2 separate regions of the Ovis aries genome follow, and region 2 is linked to region 1. The links are chromatin contacts, called in public Hi-C maps. All regions are on one chromosome and are shown on one strand. The core of a region is the stretch at or near the end of the contact, and the rest is flanking DNA. Distances in the headings are between cores, read along the strand shown. Region 1 has its middle 29 kb from the start of MRPS30. Region 2 has its middle 140 kb from the start of FGF10.

Region 1 (6,242 bases), core at 1,757-4,256:
GGGGAGTTATGGAAAATATTCGGTCACTTTAATTATAGGTTTAAATGCCACAAATGCTGTAATAATACTTTTTAAATTTATAAACAACAAAATCACTCTATAAACATTAAACCAAATATCTCTTTAAAGTAAAGACATATTTACTTCTTTTTTTCTCCCTGAGTATCATTTATAGATTGATAAAAATGAAGTGAAAAGTAAATGCTTCCCTAGAGGCAGGAAATATACCCTCCATGCAAGGGCAGTTCTGAAAATTGTAACCACAATTCCTCCCAATTTTTTGCTTTTTCCTCTCTATAACTGTTAATTATAATAAAGCATACCAAAATGTTTTCCTTGAATGATAGCCTTGGTCTGCTATTATGTTTTTATTAATATCTTACCTTATTTCATTTATTATTATGAGGATGAGATAATTTGGGGATCTCTTTTTCCACTATTCAATGTTATTTTCAGCAACAGATTATTTTCTGTTATTTGACAGTATTCTTAAAACCACCTACTCATTCATGTTTAATGTGGTCAGACCTCTGTGGTGAACTAAAGACCATCATTACTGTTTGTTTAGTGTTTACATTTTGTTTAGCAGGGGTTTCATATTAGTGGCTACTCTGGGAGATGTACCTCAGATAATTATGGCAGAAAAGCAGCAAAGGGAAGGCTGAATGAAGCAACCCTAGGCTGGAATTCTCGATCGTGCCTGCAAGTGAACAAAAATTTTCATTACACTCACCTCTTTCTCCACACTATCTCTTAAATAAGAACTTTTTTTCTTTTTACAATGGACCGAAAATATGTGTTTAGTCTTTTGTTGATTTTGTATGTTGTGAAAATAGTTTCATTGAATACTTAGTTATATTATTCTTAGGTTCTACTTGTTTGAAGCTCCCCTTTGTTTATTTATTAAAAAAAAATATTTTATGTAGACAAAGGTGCTGTGGCTATGCCCTGGGATCCTTAGACAGTTCTCCCATTAAAGTTATCTTTCTGTTTGTGACATGATAGCTTAGCAGAACTCAGTAGGCCATTAGGAAAATAAGCAAATTCTTATCTGGAAGTCATTAACTAGAATCAGTCATTCTCTTTTTCTCTCTTGCCTGGAAGTTGGTTCTTTTCACATCCTGGAAAAATATTTTGATAGAGAATTAAGTGCTGGTTAAAGGTGAGTCTGTGGCAGAGGGACTGGAATGGGGAGGGGACTAAAACTACATTTGTCTCTGTGCTCACTGAGGGGCGTTAACAAAGACAAGGTCAGTGACCAGCTGCTGGCATTGTCATAGCCTACTGCTTAAATTTTTACATAGACTATGTACTTGTTGATCAAGTTTAAAAACTGAGTAACATTATAATATAAATTGTTTAGTGATTCATTGGGTTGCAGAGGCATCGTGTTTTAGAATCTGTATTATTTCATTATGTCCAGGAGGACCGATTGAGAGTCTGAGGCCATCTAATGGATGGGTCCAGGGCTCTGTGGTGTTTTCCTGGAACATGTATGATCTATGACCACACTGTTGAGTGGTGAACTTCCACCAGCCCCCACAGAGATTCTGTCCCCACGCCCAGGCTATGCTGAGCTCCAGGGAGAAGATATGCAAGGTTAGAGCCAGCAGTTTTGTTGGCTAATAGTTCCCCCAACAGCTCCAAGATATGAAAAAGACAAGTGAAGGGGACAGTTTGAAAGGACCTTTCCCTCCCCTTTCTGACAATATCCTGGGATATGCATCATCTCTGACCTTAGCTATCCTCTGAGGGAAAAGCCCAGAGAGTGGGGGTTTATAGTGATTTGTGTTCAGTCCTGTGTATCAGAAAAATCAAGAATAATGTGTCCTTCAGATATAATCAATATCATTGAAATTAAATTACAGAAACCTTAATAAGATTGTGCTTGTTACTTATAAGTGCACTCTAAGTATTACTGCTAATGCATACACCATTAAAGGGAAAAATTAAAAGAGAAAAAAGTGTCCTCAGATCAGAAAATAGGACTATGAATTTGAGTTTGAGACTTCCTAAGTTAAGACCATATCTTTGAGGTCCAGATTATCTATGTAAAAAATGTTCTGGTTTTATATACAACAGAATAAAGGTTTTTTGTTGTTATTATTGCTTTTTAAAGAGTAAGATCAAAAGGAAGGAGAGAAAATCCTATAGATCTTGCAAATGTCTAAAACAGCACTCTGGTCTGAATGTTTGTATAAATAATATGAGAAAATATTTGTGAGTATAAAACTTATGTCAGTTAAGCTGCCACAAGGGTCCATAAATTTTTCTGAAATTGCTTAATTTAAATTTGGTAGTGTCATAGAGCTTTTGAGTGAATATAGGTCAATCTGTTTGCCTGATCATTCAAAATATGCATAAATGATAATAGCATGTCTATTAATATTGATGACATAGTAGTAATGATGACAATTTAGTATAATCATTTGACACAGATCACAGGGAACAAATCACTAAATTATCAATGAAGAGAAAATCATCACTGTGCTAGAGCCAAATTGTGTTGGGGCAAAACAGAGTGAGACTCAAGCCCTGATGACAAGCTTTGTGGAAAGATTGGTAACTGCAGATATTGGACATGGGAGAAAAGTGAGCAAATCTTTAGTTTATAACAGAGTATTGAGAAATTTCTCATCTGACTTCCTGCTGAACTGAGCTGGCTACTTAAATGCCCCCATGGGATGGAATGAGCTAATGGTGAAAGCCTTTTGAAAACCCCCAAACTGTCCTCATTTAAAGGAACAAATACAGAGACCCTGATTTCAACATAACCATTTCTAAAATATTAAGGGAATGAGATGTGCTATATTATAAGGAGGTTTTGATTTTCCTCCACCAAATTAAAAAGACAATCCAGAATTAGTGTCAAGACATAGTGAGGAGAGAAATAAAAGGTGACTTGGCCCCTTACTCCCTCATAATCTTATGCAGAGTAAAGTTTGGTGGCCAAACAAGCCAAAGCTGAACACTATCATGGCCACACTAAAGACAGGAGGAAGGTCAGCTGGTTAGACTGCTGATGAAGCTTCTGTTAGAAGTTAATTCTGTGTGGGATAGTTCTGTTCCATCACATGAGCCTATTCTCTAAATTTTGACAGTTTTTTCACAAGCACCGACTATAGATCACAGAAGGGGCCAGGTATTCTTATATCACTGTAAATCCATCAACATGCTTCTTTAAATATATGTCAATTATATGTACACAGAAAGTACACACTTATTTGAGGACTGTTTGTTATTAATCATAATAGCTATATTTTACTGAGTGTGTCTTGTGGACCAGGTGCTATGCTGAGAGCCTATATACCCCATCTCAATTAACCCTTACAGTAACACTGGGAACCAAATATGTGAGATGCCCAGAATATCATAAGTAGTAAGTGGGAGTCCATCTGTCCAACAGATGAAACCAGTACATCAGTTTCTTATTTTTACGTTCTAAGCCACTTCATTATATTTCTATTCCCTTGTTTTCTATTCCTCAATAGCCATTCAAGATTAGGTGATATAGCCCAAAAGAGTTTGTGAATTCATAGGTTAACTTAGGTTGTGAGTTTTAAGTCTGGATGATAATTCAAACATTTAGGGTTTCAAATCCAGTATAGATGGTCTGCCTTGGCTGCATTATTACAAGAAATCCATCCCAGAAAATATGACTTTCCATCGTTCTGTGCTGTTGATAATCATACAAGTAGATTCCACATGAATAAGAATTCATTGGATATATTTATATATGGTCATATCTCAAACATATACATCTTGGCCTGTGTTATTAAAAGAAGAAATGAAGTAGGAAGGGTAAACTCCTTTTTCTTGCTTAATCAGACATAACCTAAATGTCAGAAGGAGTAAGGTTGAGGAAAGGATAGACAGGTAGACAGGAGACACACACACATACCCCTCACCCACCAGAACAGTAGGAACCTAAGTGGCAATATGTCATTAACAGAGAGTCTACAAAGGGTTGATTAATAAAGTGAGTGATGTCATGAAGCTACCAAAATAAATTTTGAAAATCAATGTCCTGATGTACTCTCTGCTTCTCCAACATGTCTGATATATAAACTTTTAGTTCTGGCATCACATTTTAAGGCTTCCCAGGTGGCACTAGTGACAAAGAACTGCCTGCCAATACAGGAGACTAAGAGATCCGGATTTTATGCCTAGGTTGGCAAGATCCTCTGGAGGAGGAAGTGGCAGCCCACTCCAGTATTTTTGCCTGAAGAATCCCGTGGACAGATGAGCCTGGCAGGCTACAGTCCATAGGGCTGCAAAGAGTCAGACACAACTGAAGTAACACACACACACACACACACACAGACACACCCCACATTTTAGGAGGACTTTGTAAGTCTGTAATATCAGGGGAGAGTAGCGAGATGATAGGGACCTAAAAGTAGTACTAACATTAAAATGGTCAGAAAGTCTGGATGAGCTTAGGAGAATAAGAGAGAAGCTTGGAGAGTTAAATGACAATGGTCACCAAGTATCTGAAAGGCTGCTACGTAGGAGCAGGAGAAAACAGCTCCGCTAGGTTTCCAAGGACAGAACTAGGATCAATGGGTAAAAACTTAGAGAAGTATATACCTGGTTCAACTAGGAAGTACTTTCTAGTCATTATTACTCTATGACAGTGGGAGACGCTACCATAATGTGAATTTGTGAAGAATGGAGTAAAAAATGAAAGGTCCCTTCAGAGGCAGAAGAAAAACAAAAGGTAAGTAAAGGGCTATATGGAGGGATAAATTGGGAGACTGGGATTGACATATACACACTACTGTATATAAAATCAATAATAAGGACCTACTGTATGGCACAGGCTTTCCTGGTGGTTCAGACGGTAAAGAATCTGCTATAATGCAGGAGATTTGAATTTGATCCCTGAGTCAGGAAGATCTCCTGCAGAAGGGAATGGTTGCCCACTCCAGTTTTCTTGCCTGGAGGGCTACAGTTCATGGGGTCGCAAAGAGTCAGACACGAGTGAGCAAACGACCATGAGCATGAGGGCACTGTATAGCATAGAGAACTCTACCCAACACTCTGCAAAGGCCTATATGGGGAAAAGTCTAAAAAAGGGTGGATGCATGGCTATGTATAACTGATTCACTTTGCTATACATCTGAAACTAATACAACATTGTGAATCAGCTATACTCCAATAAAGACTTTAAAAACAGCAAAACCATAACAAAGTCAGAGTTATGAGGTCTGCTTTGGAAATCAAAACTGTTACATTCAGGAAGGTTTAAATGTAGATACACTGGAAAATAGTGGGTTGAAAATAGATTTCTTTCTACTTCACCTGCAGAGTAATGTTTTAAATCATGTAGTAAAAAGCAAGAGATACTAATTTAATACTTCCATTTCTAAACTATTGTTTGAGAATGGAACCAGTTTTAATCACATCAAGCATCTTGTATGATGTACTTTTTTCATCTTCTATTAAATCTTTTCTGGAGGAAATGTTCATTAGTTCAAATAAAGCTATTGTTACCGGTTAAAAAATAATATAAAATCAGAGTGATTCCAGTGGATTTGTTTTCTATTTAAGAACAGAGCATTCAACTTCATTAAAAAAAATATTGCTTTAAATTAAATTTCTTTTTTTTCCCACACATAAACATTTTCATTTTTAGAAAAGTTAATGATTATAAATTCAACATGGAATGATCTGTAATTTCATAAATTCCCACAACAATTAATTAGAAAATAAAAATGTTAATGAGCACAACACAAAACATTAAAATTTTGAAATATAGCAAATCTAATGGTAGGTGTATAAGACCTCTACATATAAAACAATAAAACATTATTGAGAAAAATTAAAGAAGACCTAGATAAATGTAGGGATTAGCATGCTTATTCATGGGAAGACCTGATATGTTGAGAATTTCAACTCTCCTCAAACTTCCACAGAATCAATACAATTACAATGGAGTAGGTATTTGTGAGTGTAACATTATAAATTATTCTAAAATTTAAATTTACTGCAATAAACTTAGAAAGGTGAAGATACTATTCAAAATAGAAGGGGAAAGATTTGCTTTTTTTTTTTCTTTTTTTTTTCTTTATTATTATTTTTTTAATTTTAAAATCTTTAATTCTTACATGCGTTCCCAAACATGAACCCCCCTCCACCTCCCTCCCCATAACATCTCTCTGGGTCATCCCCATGCACCAGCCCCAAGCATGCTGTATCCTGCGTCAGACATAGACTGGTATAAATAGACTTGGGTGTGA
Region 2 (6,242 bases), core at 2,216-4,715, 240 kb before region 1:
CTCCTTAATCAACACTTACATTCACATAAGTTTTCTTTATATCTCTCTATATTTTCCATAATTTGTTTTTTTAAAAGCATGTATGACCTTGGAGTCTAACTAATGTAGACACAGTAATGTTTTTCAAATTAAGTTGTCATTTCCATTTTACTCTAGTATCTTTGAAAGGACAAACTGAAGATGTTGTTTACAGGATTAAGTAGTCTCAGAGTTCAGTTTCTAACTGTTCAGGTAACTGTTCAAGTATTCAGAAATAAATCCAAATTTCTTTGGTCTGAAAGTTGTCCCTGACTAGTTTATTTACTGGGGGATACAATTTAAGTTAGAAATCCTGGGAGAACTGTTTCTGTTTGTTTTTTGTTTGTTTGTTTGTTTTTTTTTTTTTGCCTAGATTTTCTTTCTTTTTTCCTTCAGTGTTCGTTTTGGGTTTTTTTTTTTTTTTTTGCTATTAGAGTGTATTTTGATACTTTTAACTTATAGTTTGGGTGGATTCCATGACATAAGGCATGTGCCCCTTTTATTTTTTCCTTATGAGTATCTGAAGTGTCAAGAACATGATTTGTGTTTAAGATGTTTAAAAATTTGGGTCGATTCTTATACTGTGTTAATATGTAATGGTCTCTGATCTACCCTCCCTTTCATTTTCTTTGCTATGGGTCAGAAGAATACAAAGGATTTTGATGATGACTGTGCTTTCCAAACCTACCTGATTCATTCAGATTTGAAAAGAACTCAAGTAGAGCAAAAAGCCAATGCTTCATCAGCCTCTTGCTGTCCTGTGCAAGACTGTATAAACACTAAGAAGTGAACCTTTTGAGAACTCAGTTTCCTCATCTATTAAACATACCAATTTAGCAATAGATGATTTCATAGATGGCCTTATTCTTCACAATTCTGTGACTTTTTATAGGTGTTGGAGATGTTTCCCATTTCATATGCTTCCAGCAATGCTTATCAGCTAGTTTCCTCAAACTGATTAGGGCAGATCCAGTTCAGCATAATGAGCAAGATATCTAAAGACACTCTAATACTCTCCTCATTTCTGTTGTAGAGAGTCAATGTTAGCCATTTAACTTTACGACCAATTAATCTCATGATAACACAAAGGGATTGAGGATTGGTTCCTGTCTCTAGCTAACACCCCATAATCTCTGGTCTTCTGTGGGAGGGGAAAGGAGAGAAAAGAACAGTGAAAGGAAGATAGGGTAGGAATTTAAAAAAAAACTGTGGTCCCTGTATTCTCCTGGGCGAGGAAATTGAGTCAAGGAAGCAGAGGCCATTATCATACTGGAATTACAGACCATGCTCTAGAAGTTTCAGCCACCACAATCAGGATCTTCCCAGTGTGTATGAATACCCAATTAGAAACTGACCACCAGGGGGCGCCAAACTGCAGCTATGATACAAGTGAATTTGAATTATTTAGTATCAAGCAATCCTCCTGGTCATTTCATAAGACTCAATAATTGGATAGTTGAATGCTAAGAGACCTTACTTTTTTATATTTCCAATCCCATATTTATAGCTCCTCTTACCTATAGCCTATAGGTAAGGTTGAAAATCTTAAACTTTGTCGAAAAGAAAATCTGCCTTATTTTTCATGATCACTTCTTCCTCTTTCCCTGAAGTCTTACATAGTATAGCTGAGTCGCATGGCAACAGCAACCATTTACTACATGTCCATTTCCTCTTGCAAATGCCTCTCTTCTCTGTGATATGCCTTTCCCACCTCAGTCCTTATGCTCTAGATCTAATTAGAAGATTTTGCTCTAGAAAAGGTCAAGCCAACAAGATACCCTCTTCCATGAAGTCTCTTAGATTACTTCCATCCTTACAAAAGGCAAGGTTACTAACACCTACTTCCCTGGCCTTCCAAAGTTCCTGTTTGTTACTATCATTTCTCACATTTAAGTATCATCGTTGATATTTGTCAGTTTGCCACTTAGAATGAGAACAATCCAAGCACAAGAACAAACCAAACATTTTATCTTTGAGTGACCAGAGTTTAGTACCACATTTATCACATACTGTACCTTTAGTAATTGAATCTTTAGTGACTAAAACATGATTTGGATAAAATATAGCTAAATTTCAAACTTGGATTAAGTTTAAAACATATGGGCAGCTAAGTATATAGAAGATGCAAGTGATGATCTTCCTAATAAAGCAAGTGATCCTTTGCTAATGTGGATGAGCACTGGATCCTTGTTTTCTTGGACGTTTTGCTGTTGTCTTAGAACAAATATTCATGAGTATTATATCATGTGATACTGTTAATGGTTTGATAATATTTTTATAGATTGTAGGAAAGAATAAATTGAGTTGACGGGCAAAATTACTTTCATTGTGGTCTTTTCATAAGAGAGACTGACATACCATCTATTCCTTAATCCTGACTTACTTACTCTAACTCTTAGCTATGGTGATGATCATTGAATGGTCAGTGACCTGTCTTTGTACTGATGCCTAAAATGCTCCAGTTGATTTCAAAATCAGAAGGTAGTTTATCTCAAGAATTGGAAAGGATCTTAATCCATATGTCTTATTTTTATAGCTGAAGAGACTATGACATAGGAAAGTTAGATGCATTCCCACATAGTTTATTAAAGAGAGAATTGCAGCAAGAAACGCACTTACTCCCACTCTATCATGTGGATTTCCTTTGACCCCCACAGTTAATAGGTCATCATGATTGACTTAGTTTATGACTTGGATAAACAAACAAGTCTGAAACAGTGAAAGAAGAAGAGCCGACAAACGGCAGCTTAAAGTCCTCTGTACCACATCCTCCTGCAGAATCTAATCTCAGCCCTCCAGTCTACTCCAGTGTTTTGGGTTTTAATCAACTCTCTGGTTCTGAGAAGCACTTGTAGACACTCTAGAATTCTTTATACTTTTAATCCAGTCTGGGGTCTTATTTTGGCAGTTAAAGGACTTGCAGTGTCCCACAAAGGACTGTTTGCCTTCTTATCTAATCTTCAGTGCATCTAGCAGCAACACAGACCATTTCATGGTATCATTCTGCCAGCAGAAGGTTGTTCAAGGATACACAACTCCTGTCACTTTTATTGCATGGTCGAGTAAATAATTTGAGGCCTTTCCAGCTCCTGACTAAATTATGTATTTGTAATTTATTTTCTGCACTCCCAGTTTGCTTCCCTTCTTTGAGGCTAGCTTCCATCCCAGAAGACCCGGCAAATGTTTTCTGAATAGGCGTGGCGTTCCTCCATTTACGCAACACAAAATAAGAAGCCTTGAGAAAGCAGCTTGATGTTGTTTTCCAAATTCTCTGCTACCTCCTGAGTTGTGAAATACTTGGAACAGTAGTTCACTTGGCCCAAACGTTTCACCTGTTTCCTCTTTTTTCATCTCCTTGGTGAATTTTAAAACCAATCTTCAAGAACAGGATTCCAATGCCATACTGTATCCTCATTCAATCACACATGAAGTGTTTGGATGAAGCACAATACCCTATGGGCCTGTTGCCCTGTATGAATGCTAAAGTACCCATGAGACTCTGTAATATGTATCAGGGCTGATACCAACTTTGGAACCTGGGTAAACCCTGGGGATAATCCAAAACCATGAGTTTGCTTTTTGGCAGGTCAGGCCACCTGCTAACAAACCAGAAACATGCACGGAGTTTGCAATCACTAGTCAGAAAGAAAATAAAGTTGTTGATGCCAGAAGCTTCACAAATTATAGCACAATCTCAGGAAAGAGGGAATTAAAGGGGTAGAAAGTAGACAACCACAGGAACACCTGAATCTAATAACAAACTGGAGTGTTTTCAATTGGCAGAAAACTTGGACATGGAAAAAGAACAATTCTGTTTGCCTCTGGCTAATGAATAAATGATACTCTCCAATGCCACTCATTAGCCAGATCCTGACCTCACCTAAGTGCAAGTTATGCCCTGTGATGAGTGCAGTGGTGTCTTTTTAGCCCATCTTTCCCACTTCCAGGGTGGTTCCTGATTACAGATCCATGGCAGATGACAGCTTAGTGTCAGAGCTTTATCAGCCAGTGGTAAAATGAAAAATCCAATAGGCTATTCCTAACATTAAATTTATTCAATTTAGATTTTCCATTATTTTGAGAAATTTATTTTTCTACTCTCACTTACTATTAAAATGTCCACTTCTTATGAAATGATGGAGAAAGTAGAGAATAGAAGATACATTTTTTATTTAAATGTCTCTATTGGTAAAATTACAAGTTGGCAAAAATGAATCATTTTTCACAGTTCAATGGTTCTTTAAAAAAAAAAAAAAGCCAAGAAATTGTTGAAACTCATTTTGAGCAGTTTCAGTTCGATACAGCAGATTTCTTCAGTGAGCAAAGATTTGGATATTGTGGTCTCTTCTGTAGCAGACTTGATTTAATCTAATAGCCTCCGAGAAGGGAAAGTTAGTATCAGAAGGAAGGGAACACCAGGTTATCTCTCACCTAGATAATTAACAAGATCTTCACCATTCTTGTAAGACTATTTCTCTGTCCTTGGATGTCTGCACACCTAAAATTAACCGTATTACAAACTATGCTCACAGATGCCCAAGGTCCAGGCTTCGTGCATACTTTCCTATCACATTTGTGAGTATCACAACCAACAGTAGCCTGACCTTTTTCTGCTAGGTGACACAGATGAAGATGTTACAATAAGCTGAGGACCAGTACCAAGGTACCACTCCTCTTTTTTCACCTTCAGCTCCTCACTACTTCTTTTCACCCCTGATATCCTTCCTGCTGGCTCCCCATAGACATTTTCTCTATGATCAGAGTGCCAATTTTGTGTCTTGTTGCTCAAAATCCTATACTGTGAAAGTCTCAAACAGATCTGTCTTGGGCATTCTACCACGGGCCAATCCACTCCTGAATCCACACCTGATTAGATTCTGTCTTGTGTTTTATCCTTAAAAGCCTGAAAACAAGTTTCCCTGTGACAGCTAATAAAATGATACTAATTTGTGGCTGATTATGACCTAGTATCTTGCCTGAAGAATTCATGGACCGAGGAGCCTGGCTACAGTCTGTGGAGTTGCAAAGAGTCAGACCTGACTGAGTGTCTAACTGTTGGGGTCTTCACTTTCAAATAAATACAGTGCCTTAACCTGAATGACTAATGATAAGAGTTCAGTATTGCTGTGACAAGATTAAATGTACTTTGCTTGCCTGCCTACTTTAAAAAAATGTGAGCATATGTGCTATCCTTATGGTGTGTGAGGTTAGTAATATTAGACATTAAAAAAAAAAAGACTCTTCTTTTCCTCTTTCAGTAATAATCCCTCCATCAATAGTCCCTGCTAATCATTTTCTATTGCCATCTTTCTCTATACTGTTCATGTTAATTCTCAGCTAAACCACTCTGAAGGTTCCTTGTTTCCAGCTTAGCATCTACCCTTTCCTTACGCTTCATTCTCCTGGTCTGCAATTAACTATCCCTCAGTACAGCTATCAGAACAATTTTTCTGAAGGGTGTGTGTTAGTCGCTCAGTCGTGGCAGACTCTTTGCAATCCCATGGACTGCAGTCCACCAGGCTTCTCTGACCATGAGATTTTCCAGACAAGGATACTGGAGTGGGTTGCCATTTCCTTCTCCAGGGAATCGTCCCAACTCAGGGATCGGACCTGGGTCTCCTGAACTGCAGGCAGATTCTTTACCAACTGAGCTACAAGGGAAATCTGGCTTGAAAGCCTCCAGCAATTCTCTTTGGCCTATTGTCTTATCTCCGTTGGCCTCCTAGCCAAAGGACTCAGGCCAATCAATAATATCCTACTCTCCCAAATGTTCTTCCCTTCCCCTGAAGCAATTATCTCTGACACAGACTAATCTTGGAAGACAGTTCAAGCACCATCGTCTACTGCTTTATATGTACACCTTTTACATTCTGCTGAATACAGCACTTGGCGTTATAATTATCAATTAGGCTGCCTTCCTCACTAGATAGTGATCCCCTTGAGGCTTGGATATCTGCATATTTCCCTTGATACTCCCAATGCCAAACTCAGTCCCTGGTGTTGAGAAGTTGCTAGAAAAGTATGTCTCCAAAGTACGCAAGGGGCTTCCCTGGTGGCTCAGACGATAAAGAATCTCCCTGCAATGAAAGAGACTCAGGTTCAATGCCTGGGTTGGGAAAAAAGAAATGGCAACCCATTCCAGTATTCTTGCCTGGATAATCCCAATCCATGGGGTCACAAAAGAGTTGGACACAACTGAGTGACTAAACAATAATGCAGGGCTG

What was found. Hi-C and Micro-C count contacts between places; a contact is called where the count stands out from the background.
Region 2: a contact with region 1 is called in a Hi-C map of tail adipose tissue, with 7 times the contacts expected there. The contact joins two enhancer-like sites. A contact is called at or near these places in 8 of 16 Hi-C or Micro-C datasets (liver, mesenteric adipose tissue, mixed tissues and 3 more).

Annotation. Positions count from the first base shown.
Region 1 is chr16:30,214,640-30,220,881 of ARS-UI_Ramb_v3.0, reverse strand. No RefSeq gene overlaps it. Among named protein-coding and RNA genes, the nearest start is that of MRPS30, 29 kb to the right of the region's middle. Within about 2 kb of position 3,006, at least 4 of the 54 cell types and tissues checked have an H3K27ac peak or open chromatin away from gene starts, as enhancers often do.
Region 2 is chr16:30,458,279-30,464,520 of ARS-UI_Ramb_v3.0, reverse strand. No RefSeq gene overlaps it. Among named protein-coding and RNA genes, the nearest start is that of FGF10, 140 kb to the left of the region's middle. Within about 2 kb of position 3,465, at least 2 of the 54 cell types and tissues checked have an H3K27ac peak or open chromatin away from gene starts, as enhancers often do.